Linked DNA regions of Nothobranchius furzeri: region 2 is linked to region 1. The links are chromatin contacts, called in public Micro-C maps. All regions are on one chromosome and are shown on one strand. Each heading gives the region's core, a stretch centred on a gene start, on an enhancer-like site or on the middle of the called end of the contact. The rest is flanking DNA. Distances are from core to core; before and after follow the strand shown.

Region 1 (4,518 bases), core at 404-2,903:
CTGCTGATCCGCGGTGCGAACAGCGACTGCTGGGTGCGGATCACCTTCCTTCTGTGCTTCAGCTCAGCCGTCAGCTCCTTCATCTTCTCCTCCTGCTTCCTGCTCTGAGCCTGCAGCTGTTCCCGCTCCAGGCTGGCCGCCACCAGCCGCTCTTCTGCCGCTCGCAGGTTCAAGCTGAGGAGGTCCTGGCAGTGCAGGAGCCACTCCACCATCAGCTGAGACAGCTGCAGGAGCTTAACTAGAGCCGGGTCCACGGGGCTCTGGCACCGCTGGCACCGCTCCCCATCCAAGCTACAGAAAGTCACGGTGCTGATGTGCTCCTGGAGGGCGTCCACATCCAGCTGGCTCATCACCAGTTCAATGTCCACGGCGTTGATGCGCCGCCAGTCCACGCTCTCCCGTCGAGGCCGGAACTTGAAAGGGAGGAAAGTGGAGGCTCCGCTGGACGGAGTCATGCTTGGTGCTGATGCGGCGTGGCTGGTCGGGGAGTTCAGGACCGAGGGGATCCCGTCTGAGGAGTGAGTCCCCTGGGTGAGGCTGCTGTAGGGGTAGTAGGCTCCATTGTGAAACGGCTGCAACAAAAACCAGAAGGAAGAGCATCAAGTGGCATTCTGTCCTACAGACACCATGCTGCTACGGCTCCGGGCTCCATCCAGCTCCGCTCTGCTTACCATCCTCCACCGGCTTCGCTCCGGTTCCGCCCCCTCAGAGGCAGGGCGTCCAGCGGGTTACCAAGGAGACGGAGACCAGCGTCCCAGCGGAGACGAATGTTATCAAAACACCGCAGACACCTAGCAAACGTCAGAGCAGGGATTAGCTCTAAAACAGCCCGATTTATCTACTAATACCTCACATAAATCAAGATAAAAATATAATTTAAAGACAACTTTAAAGACCTAACAGCGCGTGAGCTTGTTTGGCGAACGCAGTAGCTAACAGCCGCTAATTTCGGGGTTTCTACGAGTATTTTCAGGTTTTTATGCCTGTTTTAGATTTAAACTATAACAAACAAGCTTCAACTCGTCTTAGCCGCAGCAGATGTGACTCAAAGAGCTGCGCGTGAACCCAAAAAAACACCCCATAAAACACAACAACCCTAAAGACAGGTTTATAATCCCTTCATGTCTGCCGAGCTAACGGACATCAAAAGGCACTTTAAACAGAACAGTTCAAACAGTAAAAAACGTCACTAACGACGTTGAAAAGTAGTTAATACGACTAGAACGAACCCGAAATCACAAAAATAAACTTACAAAATCAGTCGTATTAGTAAAAGTCCGGTCGTTTTAAAAGTTTTCTATCCACGATACCCCAGGCGGTTTGTGGGTGACGTAGCTGCTGGGCTCCACATTCCTAAATCTCTGCTCCAGAGAAGAAAAGAGCACCAAGTTGGGACAACAACTACACAAGTTCCGGTTAACACTTTCAAAGTAAGACAATGGAAAAGCTTAAACCAGACTTTTTCACATTTTAATCCAATTTAATTATTTAATATACATTTTCAAACAATTAAGAACATTTAACTTTTGTCCAAACCGGAATTAACTAACGTGCGTTCATATTTTGGGACAAGCAACGATATTCTTTTACTTTGAAATAAAATCAGTGTTTCCGGTAAAATTGGAATATATGTCGTGTTGAAAAAAGATGGGGGAAGGGAGAAGCAGGATTTTCTTTTGAAATAAGGGGATTCAGAAAACAAGGGTGCCTACTTCGTGGACGAAAACACAAACTAATGTTTTTTTTAGAAGTTAGGTTAAGGAACACAAATTCCAAGCATAAGTGGAAATGTACCACAGGTGATTCTGAAAAAAGTTGGACGATGGAAAATCACTTATGATGGCCTTTTCCTGCCAAAATAACGTTTCTGCTAATTAAAAAATGTCTGACGTAATTTAGAGTTGTAGCATTTGACAAAGGAGTTCATATTGCTCACAGCTTTCAAGCCAGCATTTTAAGAATATATGCTTTTTTTAACCAGTCCTGGCAGTTGAGCCATGCAGAATGGTCGCCAGAGCAGTTTTACTCTACAGCAATAAGGATGTGGGATTTTCATCCTATTGCGTGGTAGCCTTTATTATGTTTGTGGCGTGTTAGACTGCATTCGAATGCACCAGAGTGGACAGGCAGGGAGAAAAGAGACAACAGGGCAAACAGGGAAAGAGAGAAAGGGGGGATTTGAGGGACAACAGGACACGACAAAGTGAGGTCATCATAAAAAGAAAATGTGTGTGTGTGTTAGAAGAGATGTTATGGCATTATGGTGGTTTTGGTCCACCCTGTATTATCGTGTGCATTTCAAAATCTTGGTTCTGACTTACATACCCTTTCTGCCCTACATGGACAAACTCCAGAGTACATCAGCTTGTTGCATCGTAACACCTCCTTCTGGTCCCTCAGGCCCTCTGACCAAGGCCTGTATGTGGTTCTTCACAACTAAAGGTGACAGAGCCTTTTCTTCTGTGGCTTCTGGACTCTATAATAACACACACTGAGGTCATCAGACTCAGTAGATGCCTTCAAGGGAGAGGAGAAGAGGTGAAAAAGTGTGCAAAGCAGATTGGAATCGGCAAAGAAAATGTCAGGTGTGATTTAAAGGTTTCAGCAAAAACGAAAGGAAAGTTGTAGACGACCATTGATGTTGTCTGGTTTAGAGACAGCGTCCACGAGGACAAGACAAGAAGCAGAACTGGAGGTTCTCCTTGGGACTCATTGGGATCAGGAACGAGTCCATCAGAAGGACAGCTCATGTTTGATGTTCAGATTATAAAGTCAGAGTCCAGGCTCATGGTTTTGACATGTGGGACAACGATTACAGGTAGAAGGATGCTGAGGTTAGAGCCACCAGGCAAGAGGCTAAGAGGAAGAAATAAAAGGAGAGGTGATAGAGGGCATGAAGTTAGTTGGTGTGAGGCCAGAGGACATAGGAGACAGATGATTGGCTGTGATGGCCACTTAAGGGACACACCCACCCACACAGAAATAAGATTAATTTAAGCACAAGCTATAAACTTTCTTTTTAAAAGCACATTTGGTAATTTTGCTTGTTTTTAGCACACCCTAGTATTTGTATTAATTGTCTGTGGTCAAACCGAAAATGAAACCGATCTCCTCGCTGTGCGTTCGTCTTTTTAACACCTAATCTAACTGCTGAAACAACTCCTCAGCCTTCATTGGTGTCTACAGGAATGTTCATCAAATCAGCGACACCAAAACTACAGTGCCAGGTGTGTCAGTTCCAAGTCCAACTGGTGGCGGCTCACCCCAACGAAGTTGCCGCATTCTGGCCACAGAGGGCGGAAGGGTCTGAATGACATTCCATTCACCCTGTAAAGTTTTATTTGAGCACATACTGGCTCAAGAAAATGATTTAAAAACATGAAAAAGTTGCATAGAATGTCTTTAAATCTGCTTTTGTTAGATGTTTTGTGTTTTCATGTCTTTTTATATCCAAGAAGCAACTTGGGGCAGCAGTAGCTCGTGGTAGAGTGGGTTACCTCATGATCGGGGGGTCATTGGTTCAATTCCAGCTCCTACCAGGGGTATTCTGCTGTTGTGTCCTTGGGCAAGACACTTCACCCATCTTGCCTGTGTTGGTGGTGGTCAGAGGGGTCAACGGTGCCAAATGCAAGCCTCGCCTCTGTCAGACCGCCCCAGGGTGGCTGTGGCTACAAAGTGGCTTACTATCACTAGCAGTGTGTGAATGTAAAAGTGCATGTAAGCATCTTTGAGTCTCCTAAGCAAATGCTACATATGTTTGATGATTTTTTTTGTATTTTTTAAATATTAAGATGTGCTATAACCAGGGGTGGACTGGCCTATCTGGCATTCTGGCAATGTGCCGGTGGGCCGCTTAGCCAAGTGGGCTGCTTGCCCAGCGTGGGCCGACACTACTCCACGGTTGGTGATCTGCAGAACATTAGCTACATGGTAATTTGAAGCTAACAGAGTTTTTCCAGGTGTTTTTAGTAAGAAAAACGTTGTAGGGCGATGACGTAGGAGTTGTTTTACAGTGTTAGCATGTAGCTAATGTCCTGTTGATCTCCGCCCGTGGAGAATGAGCTGATCTGGAAGGCCAGGGCTCCCGGTCGCAGCGGTCTGGCCCTGCTTGTAATTTAACAGTCCCAGTCCATATTAGATCTCACATTTGGCCTAGAGACGAGTCCGCGGGCGGCAACTCCCCCCATCCCCACCGCTCTCCCAATGGGGAGGGCCAACTGAGGGCCGATGATTCATAAAAATGCCAGGGCCGAATTTTGGTCCCAGTCCACCCCTGGCTATAACTCAAATTTTACTTATATACTACGTGTTATGAATGACTTTCAACTATTTCCACATAAAATTTTACCTATTTCTATTTTATCCTTCTTAAAAGTTGATTAGCTGTAATGAATTGGGTCGAATTCAACAGTTAATCAGTTTTAGTTAAACTTATAATGATTAATCAAGAGTTTTTTAGTGTTTGTTATCAATTATCATTAAAATTAGGTTGACATCCAAATGGCAATGAGTCGTAGA
Region 2 (4,742 bases), core at 953-3,452, 250 kb after region 1:
GTTAACCATCAGAGTTCTGCATGTCTGAGATCAGATTCCCTTTGTGGTGCAACACCGCCATCTTGTGTAAATACTGGGGACTTGAATGCTTCACTCTGTAAGATACACCTCACTGGTGCTGGGCTGGACCCCCTTTTTCCTTCAGAACAGTGTTAATTGCTCCTGCCATAGATCCATCAAGGTTCTGGGATGGACTGAGATCTGGTGAATGTGGAGGTTGTTGGAGTCCAGAGAACTCATGGTCATGTTCTAGAGACCAATTAGTGATGATCTGAGCTTTGTGACATGATGCTTGGTCCTGCTGGAAGTAGCATGAGAAGATGGGTGGTCATGAAGGGATGGACATGGTCAGGAACAATGCTCAGGTAGGACCTGGTGGTGCTGGGGGGTGGGGGGTCCAAAGGGGGACAAGAACACCACCTTACCTCCACCACCACCATTGCACCTGCAGAGCATCAATGTTTGTGAAAACCTGCTTACGGTGAAAATGGTGGTGGCGCTTTGCGTAGCCATTTTCAGTATAGGTACATCATTTATCCTAACCCGCTGTTGGAGATTTCCTTCTTTTCAATCTAAATTTCACCAATCTGATGCTGCTGATGGCAATAAATGACCGTTCCTGAGGTCTCGTAGAGTGTAAGTGTGATAATTGTGCAATTCTTTGACACAATGACATAAATCAAACACTTGTGCCATTAATGATCACATTTAAGCTCGTCCATCTCCAGTAAACAACCTTCATTTGAACTTTTATTTCTTTTTGTTATTTTTACTAGTTTTAATGTTGCAATGCTTTATAATATATACATTTATATATTATTCATCATATTTATTGTAAATGAGAACAGTCCGTTGTCTTTATGCCTAATAGTTTAATCTTTTTTGATGTTGTATGTTTTTATCTTACCTGTTTCTTTGGTGTACAGCCAACTGTGTCTGCTGCTGCCTCTTGGCCAGGTCGTCATTGTAAATGAGAATGAGTTCTCAATCGACTCATCTGGATAAATAAAGGTTAAATAAAATAAACAAATTCTTTCATATAAGTGATTGTTGTGTGCGTCGTTTGTATTGAGTGTCTGTTATGTTGAACCAAGTCACCAAAGACTACTATCATCCATCCATTTCTGTCCATCCATCCATCCTTCATTCATCCATCCATCCATCCTTCATCTATTCATTCATCCATCCATCCTTCATCCATCCATCCATCCATCCATCCATCCATCTATCCATCTATCTATCTATCTATCTATCTATCTATCTATCTATCTATCTATCTATCTATCTATCTATCTATCTATCTATCTATCTATCTGTCTGTCTGTCTGTCTGTCTGTCTGTCTGTCTGTCTGTCTGTCTGTCTGTCTGTCTGTCTGTCTGTCTGTCTGTCTGCTTACCTACCTACCCACCCATCCATCTTTCTGTTCGTCCGTTCATTCGTCCTTCCGTCCATCTACCCATCTGTCCCTCTGTCCATCAGTCCATCCATCTATTTATCTACCCATCCCTCAGTCTGTCCGTTCATCCATCCATCCATCCTTTTATCCACTTTTCATCCATCCAGCCAACCATCCATCTTCTATCCATCATTCACACATCCATCATTTTCATCTTGTTGGCAATTTTTAGTTGTGTTTTATTTCCAATTTTCCCCAAAGTTGTCTCACATGTCTTGGACTTTCTGACTGATAAACCCAATTAAGAAGGGTGCTCGGTGTCTAAAAGACTGAGACACGTTCAAAATGTAACCAAGTTGACAACAAGTCTGCAATGTATGCAAGGACTCTCAACCAAAAGGTTTCAAATACACTTTCTTGCAAAGCTCGATCGTAATTACAGCCCAGCGAGTTTCTGACTTTAGTGCAAAACAAACCTTTGTAGACTTAAAAACCCAAACTCCATCGATTACATTTTAAAAATGTCAGTGTGGATCATGTCTACTAAATTAGGACAGTTTTACTCTCTGCAACTCTTCTAAAGACACATTAGATTCTTAACAGTAAATAAATAAAGTCTCTTTGTTCTTCAAGGCTTTAATCCTAACTGTCATTCAGCAGCAGCACAGTCACATTTGCTGTCCATTTCAATGGAGGTCAGAATGTCAGCTGGCTGCGCCTAGCTTCTACGCATGCTCAGTTCATCCCCTTCACGATGTACGCATGCGCAGTTGGCAATAGCGGTCATTGATTATAAAGCTCCAAGTTGCTCCGTCTCTTTCCACCTTCAGCCATTTTAACCATGTTAGGAGCTGTGGGACGCTGCTGCACCGGGGCTCTGCAGGCTCTCAAGCCTGGGGTCCAGCCTCTGAAGGCCCTGGTCGGATCTCCAGCCGTTCTTTCACGTAAGCCTCGCATGCGTGTTGGTTTTAGAGCGAAACCGTTAAAAGACAGACGTGGATTGAGAGGGCAGGGCAATGCTAAAGTTAGCTGTTAGCGACACGCTGGCTAACCGGCGGAATACCAGGCCTCGATGTTAAAATATTCAATTACAGTTTACTTTTAGCTATTTTAAAAGGATTAAAAAGGCACGTATGGGTGTGTATGCAACTTTTAAATGCGTCATGATCAGGAAAATGAGCAGACGGTTCTACCTCATGTGTTCTGGAGAATGACCTTTGTGTAATGACATGAGACGCTGTCAGGGAGCTAAGTTTGCTAGCATTACGAAATGCAGATTAGCAAGGTGACTGGTCATCTGCAAAGTTTAACCACATTTTTTTATGTTTTAAATAAAGAAATAAACATGTTAAATGGGGAACTGCTAACTAGATTATGTCAGGGAAACCTAGTTAGCTAAACTAGTGCGCCTCATTCATCCTTTAGTTGGAGGTACGCATGAACTTAACCCAATATTTTCCCACGTCTCGTTATAAAACAGGTCGTTTTGACATTCAAAAGGTGTTGGCGCAGTTAGCTGGAAAGGAACCTGCGCTGTTTCATTCATTGCGCTGTTCTAACCGGACGCTGTGTGTATCCCTCCGCAGGCAGGGACTATGCCGCTCAAGCCGCCGCCACCGCTGCTAGCGTCGCCAACGGGCGCATCGTGGCCGTCATCGGCGCCGTCGTCGACGTCCAGTTCGACGAGGGTCTCCCTCCCATCCTCAACGCCCTGGAAGTCACCGGCCGCGACAGCAGGCTAGTCCTGGAGGTGGCTCAGCACCTGGGTGAGCTTGTCTCTGATGGTGTCCTTCCACCCTTTGACGACCCTAGAAGAAGCCACCGTGTTTGCTGAGGCTCTTGTGTTTACAGGGGAGAACACAGTGAGGACCATCGCTATGGATGGTACCGAGGGGCTGGTGCGTGGACAGAAGGTTCTGGACACCGGGGCCCCCATCAGAATCCCAGTGGGTCCCGAGACCCTGGGCAGGATTATGAATGTGATCGGTGAGCCCATCGACGAGAGGGGTCCCATTACCACCAAACAGTGAGTTCATTTTTATGGGACCAGCTAATTCTCAACTAAAATGCTCTGACTGCACTTTGAAATGTGAATATATCTTGTTCCAGGACTGCACCCATCCATGCTGAGGCTCCTGAATTCACTGACATGAGTGTGGAGCAGGAGATCCTGGTGACCGGTATTAAGGTGGTGGACCTGCTGGCCCCCTACGCCAAGGGAGGAAAGATTGGTATGCACCATTACCACCATGAGCTATGTGACAGTGAAGTCTAGATGGTTTTCATACGTTAGATGTTTTTGCCAGTGCCATGGAGTCTTGGTGTCTCTAATCACTGGTTTGTGCTGCTGTTATTGGAGTGATGGATCCTGACGACTTTGTTTGCCTTTCAAACTGTCTCCACACACACTTGACCAATCAGAGCATTGATCGATAAAATTTGTTCATTGTTATGGAATTCAGTCACCAGCAGGGTATCTGCGGGTCCTTAAAAATTCTTAAAAAGTCTTAAATTTGCTTTTCCAAATTTAAGGCCTTAAAAATGACAAATAATCCGTGAACAGTTTCCAAACGTCTTAAATTACCAAAGACCCAATAAACAAGATTCTTTTATTTCTATAAAATTTTCGTGAATTTCTAGTTAGTTCAGCATTTTTTGTGTACGATGTTGGCGGAAGCGGAACCGTACACATTCGGTTGGTTGTGAAAGGGGGCTATTTTTAGATGAGCACGCTAGTGGGAGCTTGCGCCATGGGGAAGTGCAACATTAATGGTAACTGGATGGCTAATCCAACGTTCAAGACGTGGTTAGCACCGGTTCCAGGCAATAGCTGGAAATTATAGCTTAAATTTAATTAAACAAAATAGCTTAAATTTGGTCAAAGTGGCCTTAAAAGGTCTTAAAGTCTTAAATTTGGCTCCCTTAAACCTGCAGATACCCTGACCAGTGTAGTCCACCATGCATCCTTTTTCACAATAAACACACGTAGAGTACCTCTATCTCAGTGGTTCCCAAAGAGTCAAAACTTTTCTACGGAGTTTCGATATGATAAAAAAAAATTTACAAATAAAATCTTGCTAACCTCAGCACAGATACAATTATGGGGACCCTAGTTTGGGAACCACTGCATCTGACCGTATCACCAAAGTCTAAATTGTCCAAAGTTGTTGCCAAAGCCATTTTAAAAGGGCACAATTTCTGAGGCGGCGCCATCTTTTTAGTTTTCTCTGCTAAAATGAGGCGTGGCTATACCGACCTGCAGATTAAAATCCGTTGCTATAGTTGGTCTAGGTCTGTAGGCTAGTTTGGTTTAGCTTCAGCATGTAATAACTATGCATGGATGAC

The links. A called contact is a pair of places that touch in the nucleus more often than the background predicts.
Region 2: a Micro-C map of tail fin shows a contact between it and region 1, with 11 times the contacts expected there. The contact joins the promoter of atp5f1b here to the promoter of dzip1 in region 1. A contact is called at or near these places in 2 of 2 Hi-C or Micro-C datasets (skeletal muscle and tail fin).

Annotation. Positions count from the first base shown.
Region 1 is chr14:57,299,412-57,303,929 of NfurGRZ-RIMD1, forward strand. dzip1 (DAZ interacting zinc finger protein 1) reads right to left here and starts at 1,654. Exons shown (of 18, transcript XM_015952433.3): 1 at 1,254-1,654; 2 at 672-791; 3 at 1-572. The coding sequence starts at 674.
Region 2 is chr14:57,547,355-57,552,096 of NfurGRZ-RIMD1, forward strand. atp5f1b (ATP synthase F1 subunit beta) reads left to right here and starts at 2,203. Exons shown (of 10, transcript XM_015952426.3): 1 at 2,203-2,341; 2 at 2,984-3,163; 3 at 3,249-3,423; 4 at 3,507-3,628. The coding sequence starts at 2,239.